2 separate regions of the Mus musculus genome follow, and region 1 is linked to region 2. A link is a contact called in public Hi-C data. All regions are on one chromosome and are shown on one strand. Each heading gives the region's core, a stretch centred on a gene start, on an enhancer-like site or on the middle of the called end of the contact. The rest is flanking DNA. Distances are from core to core; before and after follow the strand shown.

Region 1 (3,621 bases), core at 703-3,202, 140 kb after region 2:
CTCAACTCACTGGGCAAACAATCAAGAGACACCAGTGTAGGGATGTCACTTATGTTGGAAATGGCAACGGCTTTAAAGTAGTTCTTACAAAGCCGCTTCAGAAGTCAGGACCCATTCAAATCAAAAGATAGACATCTTAGGCCAAAAGAAATAGAAGACATTAAAACATAGATATTCTTAAAACTGAGAGACATGTGCACAAATTTAAAAGCTCATGGAATGGCTCCGCCTCAGAATTCAAAGAGTCAATGGATAAAACTATTGTTTCCTCTCAAATGGCTTTACATTTTAATATAATTCTACCTCAAATCTTGACAGGAATGTCTATAGATAAAGCAGGCTAATTGTGACATGTGTGTGGAGTGCAAATGTGTAATAATCAAGGCAGTCTGAAATGAAAAATGCAGTTGTGAGATACACATCACCTACTGAGGGTTTCCCAGAATTTTGGAGGCAGAGGCAGGCAGATTTCTGAGTTCGAGGCCAGCTTGGTCTACAGGGTGAGTTCTAGGACAGCCAGGGCCACACAGAGAAACCCTGTCTCGAAAAAGGAATAAAAGAAAAAAAAAATGTCTCAGATTTCTCTGACTGTGATACAGTAACTGATACCAGAGGATCCTGGGAAACAGCTAGGATATAGGTCAGTATGACAGAATGGCAGGACCAGAAACCAAAACTCACACATAGACACATAGAGAAAGAATGGATTATTATCACGGGCACAAAAACAGATCACTAAAGCTATAGTTTAGTTACATCTCTCCCTCCCCTTCCCTCCCTCCCAGCCCTCCCTCCCATATGCCCCTCCCCCACTCTCCTTCAAATTCATGGCCCCTATTTTCACTAATTCACAACATATTTTTTTAAACCCCCAGAATTATTAGAAACCTAAATATAAACTTCTAGAAGAAAACACAAGGGAAAAAGTGTGACACCAAAAGTGGGATCCGTAAGGAAAAGTTGACTTTACCTAAATTGTGGACTTATTCTGTGATGGGCATTGTTAACACACTAAAAAGGTAGTTTATAAGCCAGAAGAAGGTATATTCAAACCATACATCTAATAAATATTCCATATCTAGACTTTTATAACTATCAAAAATCCATTAAAAAAAAAAACCAGATAACGCAGGACTCGATGATACTCTGGCTGCGCACCTTCACCCTTCAATGTAATGAGTTGTTTCTTCGTCACTGGTGTAGGCGCTAGAGAGCAAGAGCTGGCTCCTGGGCCCCCAGACTGACTGTGTGCCATCCTGAGACCAGAGGAGCAGTTCTTGACTGGTAGGGACTGGGGAGGTGACTATGGCAGTCAAATCCAGAAACCTTATTCTGTAGCTCTGCCCCCTGTTGTACATAGAGCTGTTTCTCTGGTATACAATGAACCCTCCAGGCAAAAGGCCTGTGCCATTCTGACAGATAATACGAAAGCCTTCCTGGCACTGGGATTAAAGATGTGTGCCATCAAAAACCAAAATCCAAAAAACAGACAACCCAATCATAAAATATAGAAAATGCTTGGACAGAGAGGACATGCAGAGATCAAAACTAGCATGTGAAAAATATATAATAATCCATTAAGGAGGCAGAAACTAACACCAGGCTGTGAGACACACCTACTAGAATATCTACATGAAAAAGAAACTGTTAACACCAAGTGTTAAGAAGAAAGGTAGCAACCGACACCCTCAAATGTGGTCAGGGCATGTTCTCATGCTAGCAAGCAGGGTAGCAGTCCTCAGTTAGTTTACCACACACTTACCCTATGACCTGGAAGACCCACTCCTTATGCACTTACCCAAAGAAAGGAAAACTTAACGTTCACATCAAGACCTGTCGGTGGATATTTGTAGGACCTCTGTTCATAAGTTTGACAGTCTAGAAACTGCTCTGTGTTCTTCCGGTGATGAATGTATTCACAGGCATTGGGTCCTTTCATACAATGACGTATGCAGCAGCTGACAAGAAAGGACTGCTGGTGTATGCCACAGAAATAGGTGGATCTTGAATGTATTGCACTGTATGAGAGATCCCAGTTAAAGGCTATGTGAACATGATTCCACTCACATGACATTCTCAAGAGGGCTCAACAGCAATGAAGAAATCAATGATTTTGATTGGATTGTGATTAGGAGTGAGATGCAGATGTAACCAGAAAGACATCATACATGGGAGGTTTGGAAGTAGTAGAATTATTCAGTATATTGATTCTGGTAGTGCTTACACAAATCTATATGCGTTAAAACATGAAATTATATTCCCCAAGGTCAATTTTACTATATGTTCATCTTTAAAAATAAAAAAAAAGCACAGTAAGGGCGGGATGAGGGAGCGCTTTCCTATATTCCTAGCACAGGGATGGAAGCCCGGCATCTTAAAGTAAGCCTCAGCTACACGGTGGATTTGAGTCCAGCCTGGGCTACATGAGGGCAGCCTGTGATATATATAAATATGTGTGGGAATGGGACCTCACGGATCTAGAGCAAGAAGAGAAAAACATAAGTTTTGATCATACCCTGACATCTAACCAGAGATTCTAGATTCAAAGCATGTATTCATATACTAGTTGAGTCTATTCTACTTGTTTGGTTAGCTGATAGATTGAAAACCAGAGCCTGTAGTTGAAACTAAACCTTGTATCAAGGGGGGAAATCCAAAGAGTTGAGGCTGTAAGCAGTGGTGAGGAACTATGATATTCACAGCCCTGTCCCAGAGAAAGGAGGATGTGGGAGGTGTCCTGATCTTGAGACGTACATAGACAGAGGAGCATGGACCCCTCAGAATCCCGTCCAGGGATATGTGCTCACAATTGGCTATAAAAGCAGGAGACACGGCCATTAAAATGAGCCCCTAGCTTTAAGAAATAATACCTGGAAAATGGAGTGACAAAGTTCTAGGTGTCCTCAGCTGCCAGGGAAAAGGTAACCCTAGTTCCCATAACAGGCAGGCAGGCCAGCATTGAACAGAAATGGTCTGCCCTATAGGGAGCTTGTAAATAATGAACCCTGGGTGACTGAAGTGAATGTGTTGCCCCCCTAAGGTTCTACTCGCCGTGCCTGTCCAAAAAAAGAAAAAAAAAAAAATGCTAGACTTGATAAGCAAGAGATTGATTCAAGCCACCATCAGAGAGACTCCCTACCTCTCACCCAATTCCCAGACCAAAATCAGTTCACAGAGCCAGAGCTTTCTGATTGAAAAGGAGACTGGGTACCCTTGAAGAACAATTGTGTAACAACACCGCGGCGTGTACTATAAATCTTTCACCTAATGGTTACCAAAGGGACGTACAAATGTTTTTCAGGGTAGTTGTTCTCTGGCAGGGGCATGAGGGACAGGATGCATAGTTAACCCTGGCTTTGAGCTAACACTTGTAATTGGTAAATCACTACAGTCTATCGCTTAGGTAGAAGCTGTGGAAGCAAGGGTTAAGTAGAGTTGGCCGTGAGTTCTAACATGGTTATTTTGCCACTTTATGATTATAGAGGTGAAAAGGGAATATACTCAGCCACAGTCAGAATTCGTGTGTTAATCCTATGAGCTATTAAGTAAAGGCTATTTTGTAATAAGGGTCAAGCAAGAGCCCTTGGCACTCTTTCATAACAAAATGACAAAACATTCATT
Region 2 (3,600 bases), core at 995-3,494:
TAGTGAAGCACACACTGTGCGCCAGACCTTCAGTAGGCACACACGGTTCAGAACCTGATAACAGAATAAGACCCCATTCACTCTGCTGCTGAGGGCAGCTCCAGAAACAGTTGTCTGTATGTCTATCCTCCCTAGCTGCCCCAAATGGGGTGAGGTCAAGTTTGTTCTGAGCTTGCAAGGGAAAGAATCTTTACTCCTCCTTGGAAGGTTACAGGCAAACGTCTGCTACCCAGTTGTTCTACTCTGCACCTGATTTCCAGTTCCTTAAGGGGGACCAGACTCTAAGAGCTGCAAAGCTTGGAGACAAGAAACAGCAGCATGCTCGTAGCACCTCCAGTGTCCTGAATCAGCTACGGAGTCCCTACTGTCAGAGCTTCTTCATGTCTGGCAGAGTCTTTCCTGTAAGACAGAACAGCAGTTAGCTCCTCCAAGGCCCCAGCTGGGCCTGGGCTAGCATCTAGCACCACCTACCGGCCACAAAAAGAAGAGCAGAGGCCAAGCTACCACCTTTCCCTAGGACTCCTTAGGGCCTTTTGTCAGGCCTGGCTGTTGCCTGCTCCTTAGCTCCGGGATCTTCCTTTTTCCACCTACAGACAGAAGGCAAACTCCAAAAGGGACAAGAAATCTCCCAGTAGGAATAAGAAATCACATAACTAACAACAACAGTGAGATCCAAGCCAGAACCTGTGTCTGAGAGAGCATAGGAGAGAGCAAGAAGATAGCCGAGGAGGGGGAGGGAGCAGACAGTAAGCAAGGACCAGCGGTTGATGGTCACAACCAGTTGCAGTGGAGAGATGAGGATGCTGGAGGCTTATGTAGAATCTTACTAAAGAAGTACTCAAGGTCCCAGGAAGCAGTCACATGTCGCCACTACAGGCCAACAACTGAGACCACCCTCGCCACCCTCATTCTAGACCAGCTCCCAGCCCTGTACCCAGGTGCTTCTGGGAAGTTGCCTGCATTCCTCTGGTCTCAGAGAGCCCGGCCTTTGCCCAGAGATCACAGCTGGCGTCAGGCAATGCCTTTCTTGGTGCTTCTCTTGGTTCTGTCTGCTCCTAGTTGAAGATGCCAATGAAAACAGATTGGAAAGAGACCAAGAGAGGAGGAACGAGGCGGGAGGGGGGTGAGGGTTTCAACATGAGGTGATATTAAATTAATCTCCTGCCAGTTCTCCATATGTCAGACTAAACTTTGATTAAGCATCCTTCGGTTTTGAGTCACTGGCTAAGGAATGTCTACTCAGTGACAGTTTCCTGGGCACTAGCAGAAGCTGACAATCCTGCTGGTCCATACTCCTTTTCTTCCTCCAAAGGCATTCCAAAAGGTACCCATCTGGCCTGCTAACCCAGAAGGAGAAGGCAGTGCTTTTGATAAAAGTTTGGACATTGAGATCAAAACAGATCAGCTGCTGGCTTGGAACAAGTCACTTAGCTTTTCTGAGCCTTGGGCTCAGAAACCAGGGCTGATTTCACCTCCTAGGACCAGTGGAGAATATACGCTTATGTGACTTAGCACAGTACCTGGAAGATGAGCTCAATAAACAGTGGCTAGAAAACAAGAGAAGAGAACCTTAGCTGTGGCTCCTTGCTTGGAATTCTAAGGCAGGGCTCTGCAGCCTCCCTACCCCACCCCCCTCCTGCCAGCTCTCAGCCTCCTGTGGGCAAAGGAAGAAAGGCGGGGGTGGGGGCCTGTTCTCACCCTGGGAAGATTGCTCTAGGGGTGGGTGATGACTGTGTGCCTCACCCACCCACTGGGGAAGGCGCTCCAGCTAGTGAATGGAAAAAGCCAGCACCCCTCTTGACTGCATTCATTATTCAAAACTTCTCACAGCCTGATGCCTGCCCTGGAGGGTGTTAAGGACCAGCTAAGCACCAAGCAGTTTCCTCTGCCTGAGATGCAGGTAGCAGAGCCAGGGAGGTTGGGCCATGAGGAGAGACTGGGGCTTTCCAGAGGCCTGGGCCTGGATCAGTGCATCTCTGAGCTTTCACTCTGCCTATCTGTAACTCCCACCCAGGGCTCGGCTCCTTCCGCAGACCTCGCCCCTCTAGCTTATTCCCTCCCAGGTGTCTCAGTGGCCGGCGCTGCTTTGAAGCTAAGTTTAAGTCTACCACGACTGGCTTCAACATAAATATAAATACAAGCACCAGAGTACAAGCCGGGTTTCAAGAACTCAGTAGGTGCAGTGGCTGACAACTACCATATTGGACTGAGCATATGGAAAGTCTTTTGTCAGCAACAGCGCTGCTGCCCTGGGCCCCGCTGCAGAGAACTGACCACATCAAGGAGAGAGACATGAGGCGCAGAGGGGAGGGAGGGGCATATAAAAGCCCAAGAAGGCTTCAAAATTTGTAAGAACTTGAAAATGAATAAGGAGAAAGTTTTCGGTGCCACCACGCCCCCCACCCCAGGTTCCAGAAGACCCAGGGTGTTCTGTGAGAGAGCAAGTGATTGTCGCAGGTCCTCACTGATGGGAGTGCACAGAAAGGACCATAGAGCTCTCAGAAGTGGGTATTTTTGAAAGCCAGTCTGGGGGAGGCGTTGGAGTTGAAGCATAAGCTGGACTCCACAGTGAGGATGAGCACCGAACCGAACCCCCAGTGTTTTTTTTTCAAGGACCATGATTGCTCGCCCACGGGCACCCCCCTCCCCCCGCGCGCACACAGTATCTGTGTCACTCAGGATGTGGGAAAGTGGTTTGGCTTCGGCTGTGTGGGGTAGGGGCAGCTGGGAGGAGAGCAGCGTCTGCACCAGGGAAGGAGCCTGAATAATTTGATGGCTCCTCCGAGGAGAAGCATACATCAGAGTAGTGAACAGATGGCCCAGCAAAAGGGGTTAAGTAAAGAGATCGCTGTGAGAAGTCTTGTCACTCTCATCAGAGCAGAGATCCATGAGAAGCAGACTTTCAGTAAGTCCGAAATAGCAAATGCCACGCAGGAACGAGAGCCACCTTCCCTTTTCCCCAGCCCCCCCCAACCCCCCAACTGATGCACAGGCTCCCAGTCTTCTCTGGGACTGACAGACTTTCTGCAGCCTCTTTCCAGGGGAGGTTTGTGACTCTGCCTGCTGGATCAGGGAAACAGCAGTAATCCTGAACACAGAGGGGATGTCTGATGGGGTGCACTTACAGTCTACCCATGGACTCATGTTTCTGAGACCCAGGGACCCTCATCCATGTGCTCCAGTAGGTCTTAAACTCATGACTTTGCTCTTATCCTGCACTTCCTCCCATGTCCTGTCTTTAAGGGGACCTAACAGGCACCATTCCCTATGCCAGCCAGGTTGGGGTATGCAGCTACTTGACTAGATATGTGCAGAAGGCTACAATAAAACAAATGAAGGTCTGGAAACTTTGGTGCCGGCAGGCACGCATTCTTCCTCCTTTCCTCCTGTCTGTCTACAGTGGCTCTCTCTTATCCACCTTTCCTCTGCTTCTCCTTTTACATCCTTTCCTAGACTTCTTTGTGTTTCTTCGCAGGTCCCAGGATCCTCAGGACAACCAAGTCCGTTCCTAAGCTGTAGGTCCAAACTGCACTTCACAAGGCTACCCATTACTCACCTCTTGCTTCTTGGCTTCCAGCTCTAATGGAGACCAGTCCTTTC

What was found. A called contact is a pair of places that touch in the nucleus more often than the background predicts.
Region 1: a Hi-C map of Th1 cells shows a contact between it and region 2, with 1.9 times the contacts expected there. The contact joins two enhancer-like sites. A contact is called at or near these places in 18 of 39 promoter capture datasets (3T3-L1-derived adipocytes, the HPC-7 cell line, cranial neural crest and 11 more), 3 of 484 Hi-C or Micro-C datasets (Th1 cells and cortical neurons) and 3 of 115 datasets of contacts at active chromatin or transcription factors (CD8 T cells, T-cell acute lymphoblastic leukemia and double positive thymocytes).

What each region holds. Positions count from the first base shown.
Region 1 is chr7:78,736,124-78,739,744 of GRCm38.p6, forward strand. No RefSeq gene overlaps it. Among named protein-coding and RNA genes, the nearest start is that of Gm30892, 3.3 kb to the left of the region's middle. Within about 2 kb of position 1,953, at least 28 of the 459 cell types and tissues checked have an H3K27ac peak or open chromatin away from gene starts, as enhancers often do. A contact at or near this core is called in T-cell acute lymphoblastic leukemia, Th1 cells and double positive thymocytes, where this site is marked.
Region 2 is chr7:78,595,642-78,599,241 of GRCm38.p6, forward strand. The region is part of intron 8 of E430016F16Rik (RIKEN cDNA E430016F16 gene); the gene reads right to left. Among named protein-coding and RNA genes, the nearest start is that of Ntrk3, 20 kb to the left of the region's middle. Within about 2 kb of position 2,245, at least 68 of the 459 cell types and tissues checked have an H3K27ac peak or open chromatin away from gene starts, as enhancers often do. A contact at or near this core is called in T-cell acute lymphoblastic leukemia, Th1 cells and double positive thymocytes, where this site is marked.